Linked DNA regions of Sus scrofa: regions 1 and 2 are each linked to region 3. The links are chromatin contacts, called in public HiChIP or PLAC-seq maps. All regions are on one chromosome and are shown on one strand. The core of a region is the stretch at or near the end of the contact, and the rest is flanking DNA. Distances in the headings are between cores, read along the strand shown.

Region 1 (3,427 bases), core at 676-3,175, 480 kb before region 3:
CAGGACATCCCAGTGCCCAGTGTAGAGTCTGGCACAGAGACAGCACCAAAAACATATTAAAAAATGTGTTTTTGGTTTTTTTTTGTTTTTTTTTGGCTGCACCTTGGCAAATGGGGTTCCCAGGCTAGGGATCAGATCCGAGCCACAATCTTGACCTAAGCTGCAGCTGTGGCGGTGCTGACCCTTGACCTACTGTGCTGGGCTGAGGATCAAACCTTCATCCCAGCAGTCCCGTGACACTGCCAATCCCATTGCGCCACAGCAGGACCCCCCCCCAATTTTTTGTTTGTTTTTAGATTAGGAGTTCCTGCTGTAGCGCAGTGGGTTAAGAATCCAACCTCAGTGGTTTGGGAACCGCAGAGGCATAGGTTCAATCCCTGGCCGGCACAGTAGGTTAAAGGACCCTGCCTTGCTGCAGCTGTGGCTTGGATCCAATCTCTGGTCCAGGAATTCCATATACCGTGGGGCGGCCAAAAAAAAAAAAAAAAGGAAATTTATTTACTCATTCTTCCCCCCGCCCCTGTGGCATATGGAAGTTCCTGGGCCTGGGATTAAATCCAAGCCGCTACTGCAACATACGCTGTAGCTGCCACAATGAGAGATCCTTAACCTGCTGCTCCAGGCTGGGGATCCAACCAGCAATGCCACAGAGAAGAGCCAGATCATTAACCCAGGGTGCCACAGCAGAAACTCTCATTCATTCATTCATATATTTAATTTTATTGATGTATAGTTGAACCAAAAATATTTGAATTAAAGCTAAAAGGCTGGAGTTCCTGTTGTGGCTCAGTGGTAGTAAACCTGACTAGTATCCAGGAGGATGCGGGTTCGATCCCTGGCTTTGCTCAGTGGGTTAAGGATCCAGCGTTGTCATGAGCTGTGGTGTATGTCGCAGATCTGGCAGATCTGGCATTACTGCGGCTGCGGTGTAGGGCGGCAGTTACAGCTCCGATTTGACCCCTAGCCTGAGGACTTCCATATGCCATGGGTGCAGCTCTAAAAAGCAAAAAAAAGAATTGGCATGTTATTCCCATCAGTAGGAAGCTGCTAAGGGCTGTTTTTATACCATGGATATGGTCCTAAAAAAAAAAAAAAAAAAGCTGAAAGGCCCTAAGGCCAACCAGCTGCTAAGAGGCAGGACCGACTGCTTTGCTGCTCTCCTGTACAGAGAGAAGCTCTTCTGGTCCACTTAGTAGCTGCACAGCCTCAGGAAAACTCCTTCACCTCTCTCTGCCTCAGCTTCTGCCTCAGTTTCTTTCTGCATTTTTTTTTTCTTTTTAAGCCAACGCTGGATCCTTAACCCACTGAGTGAGGCCAGGGATCGAACCTGCATCCTCATATATACTAGTCGGATTCTTTTTTTTTTTTTTTTTTTTTTTTTGTCTTTTTGCCTTTTCTAGGGCTGCTCCCACAGCATATGGAGGTTCCCAGGCTAGGAGTCCAATCGGAGCTGTAGCCACTGGCCTAACGCCAGAGCCACAGCAATGCTAGATTGGAGCCGCGTCTGCAACCTACACCACAGCTCATGGCAACGCCGGATCCTTAACCCACTGAGCAAGGCCAGGGATCGAACCCACAACCACATGGTTCCTAGTCGGATTCTTTAACCACTGAGCCACGACGGGAACTCCACTAGTCGGATTCTTAACACGCTGGGCCGCAACAGGAACTCCTGTGACTGATTTGTAAAATGGTATTACGTATTACCTGCCTTTTAAGACTGTTTCAAGAATTAAATGTGGTAAAGACCTGAGAATGCTGAGCACAGAGTCTGGAATACAGTTAGTGCTCAATAAATGCAAAGGAGGCCTGGACATTTGGAGGAGGGCTGGCTTGGCTCCCTCTACTCTTAGACCTCTGGGCTCCCCTCAGCCTGAGTGGGCAGTTTCATGAATGGCCACGAGGTGGTGCCCGAATCCCAGTTATTTGGAAGTCATTCCGCCCACACCCCGCCCCTCCCTCCAACCCCGGAAGAAGCTGTTCAGGGAAGTAGGGACCAGAAAAACAGGTGGGCTCCTATGGCTTGGGATGCATCGGGGCTGGGATCTGAACATGGAGCCTCTTTCAGCCTCTCTCCCTTTTTCTTTTTTCTTTCTTTCCTTTTTTGCTTTTTTGGAGGGCCTCCCCCGTGGCAAATGGAAGTTTCGAGGCTAGGGATCAAATCGGAGTTATAGCTGCTGGCCACCGCCGCGGCCATAGCAACAAGGGATCTGAGCCGCATCTGTGACTTACACCACAGCACACGGCAATGCCGTATCTGTGCGAGGCCAGGGATCCCACATCCTCATGGATACTAGTCAGAGTCGTTTCTGCTGCACCACGACAGAAACTACCCCCTTTAAGTTTTTCTCTTGGGGTTTCCTTTTCGGTGTTCAGGTCCACGGTCCCCCACCCCCTTTTCTCTCAGCTCCCCAGAATTGAAGCCCAAGGCTTCTGCTAAATAGGCTCCACTCCTTGACGACCCATGATGGGTGCCCTGGCCCCGAGACCATTTTCCCTGCCCTGCTTCATTCAGGAACCAGGCCAGGATGTGGGGGTAGAAGGAAGACACTTAACTGAACACTTCCTGTGGGCTTGCAGGGTGGGGAGCCAGAGGAAATGACCCTGTTCCTGTTCGTCGTATTCCGAAGGTGGGGTGAGAATAGAAACTAGAAGAGGCAAAGGGAAAACATGCAGGAGTTACTTAAGATTTCCTTCCCATCTGTGTTTTCAGCACATAGGAAATATTATCCTCATTGTACAGATGTGGAAACTGAGGCCGAGAAGTGTTAGGTAACGTGCATGAATTGCCCTCCCAGGATCCAAAGCTCCCTCACCAGCAGTGGAGTGTGGTCCACATTAAGAACATTCATAAATTGGAGGAGTTCCTGTCGTGGCGCCGTTAAAAATAGCTAATGTAGGAGTTCTCATCCTGGCTCAGTGACTAACAAATCCGACTAGGAACCCTAAGGTTGTGGGTTCGATCCCTGGCCTGGATCAGTGGGTTAAGGATCTGACGTTGCTGTGAAGTGCGGTGTAGGTAGAAGATGTGGCTGGGATGTGGTGTGGCTGTGGCTATGGCGTAGGCCGGTGGCTACAGCTTCAATTAGACCCCTAGCCTGGGAACCTCCATATGCCGCAGGTGCAGCCCTAGAAAAGACAAAAGAAAAAAAAAAAAGAATATTCATAAATTGGAGTTTCTGTTGTGGCTCAGTGGTTAACAAACCCGACTAATATCCATGAGGATGCAGGTTTGATCGCTGGCCTTGCACGGTGGGTTAAGGATCTAGTGTTGCTGTGAGCTGCGGTGTATGCCACAGACGCAGCTCGGGGTCCTGTGTTGCTGTGGCGGTGGTGTAGGCCAGAGGCTGTAGCTCCAATTAGACCCCTAGCCTGGGAACTTCCATATACCGTGGGTATGGCCCTAAAAAGACGAAGGCCAAAAAAA
Region 2 (3,631 bases), core at 535-3,034, 290 kb before region 3:
GCTGTCTCCCTCCTGCATTCTTGCTAAGAGAGACTAATGGTTTCCCAGTCCATGGTACCTTCAGCTTGGGCTCTGAATCCCTGCTATGCCATGGGAACTAGGGAAACAAAGCTCTGGCACTCTGAGCTGCTGTGCTCCCGAGTGCCCGGCCTCTGGACAGGGGGTAAAGACGTGGACATAGCTCGTCACCCAAGAGGCAGAAGCAGGAAGTCTTTGAATGGTCAGGTGAAGTGCTGTGGGCTTCAGGCAAAGTTAGGTCCCTTTAACTGGGGATCAGGGAAGCACCAGGAAGATGTGGTGTCTGAATGGGCTTTCAGTGTGGGCAGGCTTAGACGAGGAGATGAAAGGAGGAGGGGACTGTGGGGAAAGGACATTCCCAGGGAGATGAAATGGTGTGAACAAAGGCGTGGGGGTGGGGGACTGACTGAAGAGCTTGTTTGCAGAACAACAAATCCATTTGGCTGGAGCAGAGGGTTCTGGAAGGGACTGGCAGGAGATGAGTCTGTGAGGTAGCCTGGGGCCAGCCTGGGAAGGACTTGGAATGCAGAGCGGTGGCGTTTTGGCCTCGATTCAGTGGATGATGGGCAGCTACTGAAGAGTTTTGAGCAGGAGAGGGATGTGCTGAGGGCTGTCTTTTCAGGGAGATTGATCTGGCAGTGAGTCTGGATGGGTGAGCCCTCGGGCCAGCCTGCTCTCTCCCCATCCCCTCATGCCTGCCAGTGACCCCTAGAATGTCACATTCTGTCCCAGGCCAGTCTCCCCAGGGCTGCCATCTGCTCCTGGATGCAGTGGGAGCTGTCACCCTCTGGCTCCTGGCTGCTCTCTGGTCTGGCTCTCCCCAGGAGCTCTGAGGGGCACCTTGCAGGCGGTAATTGGGTTTCCAAACAGCGCGTGCTCCTTCGTCACAGCCACTCATTCTGACGCAGGCCATGCCATCGAAGCACTCTGTCTCCTGCGGGCCCCCAGCTGGACTGGGCTGCTTGTTCCTGGACTGAGCGTGGCTGCTGCAGGGACCTGATGCTCCCTCTGAGTGCTGTGGGAGAGGAGGCTCAGGGAGCCCTCTCCCCCATCAGTCAGGGCTGCTTCGGCCCCATGCAGGAGGCTTGTGAGCCATGCCTTGGGGGAGGGGACTTTAGTTCTGGGGAGTGCTGCTTAGCACACTTGGGTCCTAGGCCCTCCTCAGCCCAGCAGGAAAAAAAACAGCTCCTAAAGGAGCAGTAGCTCCCGTGACCCACCTGGCTCTCCAGATGAAACGTGGGAAATGAGTATCTTATATTCTGCCACAAGACAGGAGCAAGAGGAGCTTCTTTGGCCTCTCCCCCAGTTCCCACCCCCAAAACCATCCCCACGTCCGCATATCCATGCCTTGGGAGTTGGAGAAGTTAGAGTGGATGATGTGGCGCTCCTGGTGTGCTGCACCCCCTGCCTGACCCCCCACCATCAGCTTCCAGAGAACTGACTCTGCCAGACTGTCAGGCCCCATCCTCCAGCCCCGGGAGGTAGAGGCCACAGCTGCTGTGGATCAGTCAGCCAGGACAGAGGGGGGTCTGGCTGAGGGCTTGCTGCCTGCTGGTCAGAGCCTGAGTCCCCAGCCTAGCACTTCTGGCTTCCTCAGACCACAGAACTGCCCTTGAGGGCCCCCTGCCTTGGACATGGCTTTGAAGGCCAGCCGGGGGGATTTGAGGAGGTGGACAGTGGAGGAGAGAAGGAGGGCTTGGGGAGCCTGAGGCAGGCAAGATGCCAGGCCTTCTGCTGCAGAGCTGCGGGTGCCTGGGATGACTGGGTATGCACTTGCACTCTGTGTCCAGCAGAGGGCAGCCGGACACTGCTTTTTGCCACACACCCACCTCCCACCTCCTACCCTGCCAAGACCTCCAGGTTCCTGGCTTGCCTCTTTTTTTTTTTTTTTTCCTTTATTTTTCGGCTGCACCTGCAGTATTTGGAAGTTCCCAGGCTAGGGGTCAAATCTGAGCCTACACCACAGCCACAGCAATGAGGGATCCAAGCCACATCTGTGACCTACCCCACAGCTCATAACAGCACCAGATCTTTAACCCACCGAGCGAGGCCAGGGATCGGACCTGCATCCTCATGGATACTAGTCAAATCCATAACCCTCTGAGCCACAGCAGGAACTCCCTGCCCTGCCTCTTTAACATATTCTGTCTCCTGGTGAGCAAGGCCTGGGTTGAGCCCGAATTCTCTTTACCCCCAAGTACCCTTGCCCTGAGATCTCTCAAAGGTGGGCTGGGGTGGCCATAGAAAGTGAAGGAGAACGAGTGGGAACTCCCTGCTTGCCATGTGACCCCACCTCCAAGCCATATTCCCCTGCCTTCCCAGGGATGGTGACCACTATGATGCCCTGAGGGACTGCCTGAAGGCCATCTCCCTAAATCCATGCCACCTGAAGGCACACTTCCGCCTGGCCCGATGCCTCTTTGAGCTCAAGTACGTGGCTGAGGCCCTGGAGTGCCTGGATGATTTCAAAGGGAAGTTCCCGGAGCAGGCCCATAGCAGCGCTTGTGATGCACTGGGACGCGACATCACGGCCGCCCTCTTCTCCAAAAATGATGGTGGTGAGTGGGCACTGAGGAGGGGTTGCTGTCACTCTTTCTGTTTGACGTGCTGCGTGACATTCTGGAGAGAATATAGTTCTTGGGTTGGAGCACCTTGGGCTCAGATACTGGTTGAGAAGCCGTGTGACCTCGAGACAGCCACTTGGTCTCTTTGAAATGAGGATTAGCAGTAGCACATTTAAGGCACCTGATGTAGTTCCCCCAGGACTCAGGATAGGAGTCGGCTGAGCCCAGTGTGCCTCGAAGGTCATTCTCTCCTGCTCGCTGACAGGGCCTTGGCCCCTCCACTGGGGTCTGGGCCGGAGCCGGGGGGGCGGGGGGGTGGTTTGGCTGGTGTGCTGGCTCCAGTTTACAGGGGCGCAGAAGAGACAGCAACACAGGGCAGTAGAACTGCCTCAGGCACAGGTGTGGAGCCTCAGTTCCAGTCTCAGCTCTGCCATGTGTAACCTTGTGACCTTGAGCAAAGCACAGACTCTGCTACTGCCTTATCTGCACCGAGAGCGTTTAAGGCCCTGCCCAGCTCACCTGGCTGGCACTGGAGAGTGATAAACTTGAGAGGGGAGCTCAGTGGGGCAGACATGGATCCTCCCTGTCTGCTTTGCAGTTCACTAACCACGGATTGATTCCTTTGTCTGAATAGTGCCAGGTACTGTGCTAGGTCCTGGGAACACATCTGGGAACAAGTCGAATGGAACTTCTGTACTCATGAGTCTATAGCCTAGTGAAGGAACCAAGCAGTGAAGGAAAAACAGAGGATGTCCTGGGGACCTGATAAGATGTAGATGGGGGAGGCGGGGGGGCAGGAGGGGGGTTGGTGGCTGTCTGGGGTTTTTGAGGAAGAGACGTACAGGCTGAGATCTTGAGCTTGGAGAGGAAGAGTTAGCTTGATATGTAGTAGAGCTGTGGGAGTCAAGAGTTCCTGCCTCCTGGCACAGGGGCCAGCACATGCCAGACCCCTGAAGCAGGCAGGAACAAGTCACTGGCAATAGTGGTAAGATTTACCCAAGGCCCCTAACACGTCAGTACCTCCGTTGGGATCCATGATAACTTGTGTG
Region 3 (3,837 bases), core at 753-3,252:
AGATCCGCCCCCACTCAGGACCCTGCCAGGGGCCTCAGCCCCTCACAGATCTCCCCCAGGCCTCATTCTCACGGACACTTATTCCGTCTACAACTTCTCTTCCTCCATCCCCGCCTCCCACCAGACACGCCCCGCTCAGACTCCGCCCCCGATCCTTTCTCCTCACAGTTCCCGCTTTTGCTCGCCCACGCCCCACCCATCAGCTGACCACCCCACGAGACTCCGTCCCCAGGCGCAGAACCCCGCCTCGTCTAACTCACGGCACTCCCGTGGCGTCACTCATTCCAGCCCCTCACTCGGACTCAGTCCACAGTCCTCCCTCCAGAGACACCCACCTTAACTTCGCGCTAAATCCCGCCCTCCTGGACTCCGCCTCCTGCCCCTGCCCCTCACCGTGGCACATAAACTCCGTCACGATGTAGATGGGCTCCTCCGACACCACGGCGTACAGCTGCACCAGCTTGTCGTGCCGCAGCAGCTTCATGATCTGCGCCTCCGCCAGGAAGGCCTTCGGGGACATGGTGCCCGGTTTCAGCGTCTTCACTGCCACCTTTGTGCTGCCGTTCCACATGCCTGTCGAGCGGCCGTGGCTTGTCAGGACCGACTCCCCGCCGCCCCAAGCCTTCGTCCCAGCCTCGGGCCCCAGCTCCCACCCCCGGGGACCTCGGTACCCAGCCACACATCCCCGAAGCAGCCAGTGCCCAGCCGGCGCTCGAGAGCGATGGAGCTGCGGCTGATCTCCCAGGCGTCCTTGGCCAGGCCCAGCGTCTGCGGCTTCATGGTGGTGCAGGCTGCCGTGAGCAGGTGGCACAGCCCATCGTTCACTTCTGGGGGAGTAGAGGGTTGGGGGGGGTTGGAGGCCAAAGGCAGGCCAGGATGCCCAACACATTCTTCATCCTGCCCGAGACCCCAGGATCAGTTATGAGGAACTAGGCCAAGCTGGGAGTTTTCTTGTGCTGCAGCAGGTTAAGGATTCCTTGTTGTTCCTGCTATGGTGCAGGTTACTGCTGTGGTGCTGGTTGCTGCTGTGGTGTGGGTTCGATCCCTGGCCCTGGAACTTCCACATGCAATGAGCCGGGCCATACAAACAAACAAACCAGGAGCTACGCCACAGCTGAGGTCACAGGCCAGAGCATAAGGCAACCAGCCCACTGAATAGGGAAGAAGGTGGCACCGAGAGGGAGAGATGATTCCTCGAAGGACTGGGGGTCTTCCCATCAGAGGTGGTCTCCAGCTGGGCCTCCAAGGATAAGGTAGGATTCTGACAGGTGGAAATGGACTTGGGAATTCCTGACAAAGATGTAAACACAAGCCCTCACCCTTCCACAGACCTATCCTTGGCTTAACCAACCAGGGCAGAAACCTGGGTATCAGTGTTAACTTTCCCTCCTCCACCCCACAGCCCCTCCTCCAAGTCAGGTCCATTCAGTCTCCTGCCCAGTTTAGACATTAGGGGGCGCCATTTGGCCAGGGATCACTTCCTGCCTCAGTTTCCTCTGGAAACCTACAGAGCAGGATCCTGGGCTGGGAGCCCACACACTTGCGTTCTAGTTCTGGCCCAGCCACTGCTTTGGGAGACCTTTCCCTTCTCTGGGCCTCAGTCTTAACGGGCTAGTTCAGGAATCCGAAGTGCACGCCCCCCCCGGGGGGGGCGGCCCTCACCTAGGTAGTGCTGCACCAGCTCCTGCACCGAATCAAACTGGGCCCTCGTGGTGATGTAGTAGCCGCCAGTGTCCAGTTTGCGGATCTTGTAATGCTTCACGTGATCGCCTCTGGCCTGGTCCCAATCCCGGATGGACAGGGAGTAGGCGCCTGTGGGCAAGGGTGACCTTTGGGCCCGTTTTCCTCCTCACCCCCAGTCTGGAAGCCCAGGGGGGCCCGAAAGGCTGGGGCCCCTAAAAGTGGATGGCCATATCCTTTGAAACCAGTCCTAGTCTTAGCTCTGGCCTCCAACCCGTCCCAGTCTTGGTCCAGACCCAAGCTTCCCGCCACTGCTCCTGGCCCTGCCCTAATGGCCCGGCTTCCGGTTGGGCGGGCAATGGCACAGCTCCCACCTTTAGTGGTTTCGCTCTCCCGAATGAGAAAGGCCCCCCGGGGGTTGCCCGGGGAGAGCAGCTGCCTCTCCGCGTCCTTCCTCCCGATCTTTCCAAAGTACCACCTGTTGGGAAGGGTGGGCAGAAGTCAGGTATATCCCCTTGAACCCCAGACTCAGCCTCCCGGGAAAAGTCATCTCACCCACCAAGATTGGAGCTCCTCACCTTGAAACAGGGACCACATGCCTGCTTGGCAGCCTGGTCAGGAGGATCCCAGAGAGGGGGAATGTAGAAAGCCTGGGACATAGTAGTTTGCCCAATAAACGTTAGGCTTCTCTTTTCCACTCTCTGGGTTTCTCTTGAACTACAACTGCTAGAATCCCAGTTTTCAGTGATCAGCTTACTGTGGCTCCTTCCACAGGCTCATTTTATAGATGAGGAACTTGAGGCTCAGAGAGGGGAAGCGACCTGCCCACAAGGCTGGCCTGAGAGGTTCTACCTGAAAACCTTTGCCACCACCCTACTTCTCTTTCCACCACTCCAGGCAATCACACAGGTTCCTCTCCCTGCACCCACCTCAAACCCTTTCCTCATTTGGTTTCTGGAACGACACCCTTTCCTGATTCTCTGTCCCTCTTTTGACTATTCCTGTCCAGCTCTGACTGCTGCTTTTCCTTCATGCTCTTCAATTTGGATATTGTTCTAAGTCTCAGCTTTGGTGTTCCCGTCGTGGCTCAGTGCCTTTTTTTTTTTTTTTTTTTGGTCTTTTTGCCTTTTCTAGGGCCGCACTCGCGGCATACGGAGGTTCCCAGGCTAGGGGTCGAATCAGAACTGTAGCCGCCGGGCTACACCACAGCCACAGCAATGCCGGATCCTTAACCCACTGAGCGAGGCCAGGGATCGAATCTGCAACCTCATGGTTCCTAGTCGGATCCGTTAACCGCTGTGCCACAACGGGAACTCCCATGGCTCAGTAGTTAATAAATCCGACTAGGAACCATGAGGCTGCAGGTTCGATCCCTGGCCTTGCTCAGTGGGTTGAGGATCCAGTGTTGCCGTGAGCTGTGGTGTAGATCACAGACACAGCTTGGATCTTGGCAGCTACAGCTCTGATTGGAACCCTAGCCTGGGAGTCTTCATATGCCGTGGGTGCGGCCCTAGAAAAGACAAAAAGACAAAAAATTAAAAAATTAAAACTAAGTCTCAACTTCAACCTCAGACCTCGAGCATTCCTGCTGCCTCTTGGATGTTCTTCCTGGGGCCGAATGGTAGCTTTAACCAACTGTGAGAGTACCCTGGGGAGCTGAAGTGACCACAGGTGTCGTAAAGGACGCAGATGTCATTTGACCACTAAATGGGCCCGTGACCATGCTGGGCTGAATCAACAGGAGTATAGTTTTCAAATCAAGGGAGGTGGCAGCCTCAGTGAACTCTGGGACTGTCAGTCCATACCTGGGTACCAGGCAGCGTTTGGGGGACAGGAGATGGCATTGGCAAGCAGAATGTCCAGGAGGACAGGCAGGGTGTGGAAGGAGAAATTACTGAAGGACTGTGTGGACACATCCCCAAGTTTTTTCAAAGCCCTGCCCCCAACCCACCCATGACATCAGCTACTTCCTTATTAACTGCTATAATAATAACAGCACTTATTTGGTGTCAGGCTCTGCTGTAATACATATATGCATTCACTTAATTTTTAGAACAACACTATGAAATAAGTAGTGTATTAACCTCCATTAGATAGATGAGGAAATTGAAATGCCTAGTGGTTAAGCAACTTAGCCACAGCTCTGGGCTCTTAAGC

The links. HiChIP or PLAC-seq counts read pairs in DNA pulled down with a chosen protein or histone mark.
Region 1: a contact with region 3 is called in an H3K27ac HiChIP or PLAC-seq map of alveolar macrophages. The contact joins two enhancer-like sites. A contact is called at or near these places in 3 of 47 Hi-C or Micro-C datasets (embryonic fibroblasts, fetal heart ventricle and mesenteric adipose tissue) and 1 of 2 datasets of contacts at active chromatin or transcription factors (alveolar macrophages).
Region 2: an H3K27ac HiChIP or PLAC-seq map of alveolar macrophages shows a contact between it and region 3, with 7 times the contacts expected there. The contact joins two enhancer-like sites. A contact is called at or near these places in 1 of 5 promoter capture datasets (fetal liver), 20 of 47 Hi-C or Micro-C datasets (alveolar macrophages, blood, embryonic fibroblasts and 14 more) and 2 of 2 datasets of contacts at active chromatin or transcription factors (alveolar macrophages and skeletal muscle).

The regions. Positions count from the first base shown.
Region 1 is chr6:84,334,481-84,337,907 of Sscrofa11.1, forward strand. All of the region lies in intron 1 of LOC106507624 (a long non-coding RNA gene), which reads right to left. Among named protein-coding and RNA genes, the nearest start is that of FAM46B, 25 kb to the left of the region's middle. Within about 2 kb of position 1,926, at least 27 of the 83 cell types and tissues checked have an H3K27ac peak or open chromatin away from gene starts, as enhancers often do. A contact at or near this core is called in alveolar macrophages, where this site is marked.
Region 2 is chr6:84,527,592-84,531,222 of Sscrofa11.1, forward strand. WDTC1 (WD and tetratricopeptide repeats 1) reads left to right here. Exons shown (of 15, transcript NM_001135964.1): 12 at 2,341-2,576. Among named protein-coding and RNA genes, the nearest start is that of TMEM222, 17 kb to the right of the region's middle. Within about 2 kb of position 1,785, at least 15 of the 83 cell types and tissues checked have an H3K27ac peak or open chromatin away from gene starts, as enhancers often do. A contact at or near this core is called in alveolar macrophages, where this site is marked.
Region 3 is chr6:84,813,544-84,817,380 of Sscrofa11.1, forward strand. FGR (tyrosine-protein kinase Fgr) reads right to left here. Exons shown (of 13, transcript XM_021095651.1): 6 at 2,055-2,158; 7 at 1,663-1,812; 8 at 672-827; 9 at 394-573. Among named protein-coding and RNA genes, the nearest start is that of FGR, 15 kb to the right of the region's middle. Within about 2 kb of position 2,003, at least 4 of the 83 cell types and tissues checked have an H3K27ac peak or open chromatin away from gene starts, as enhancers often do. A contact at or near this core is called in alveolar macrophages, where this site is marked.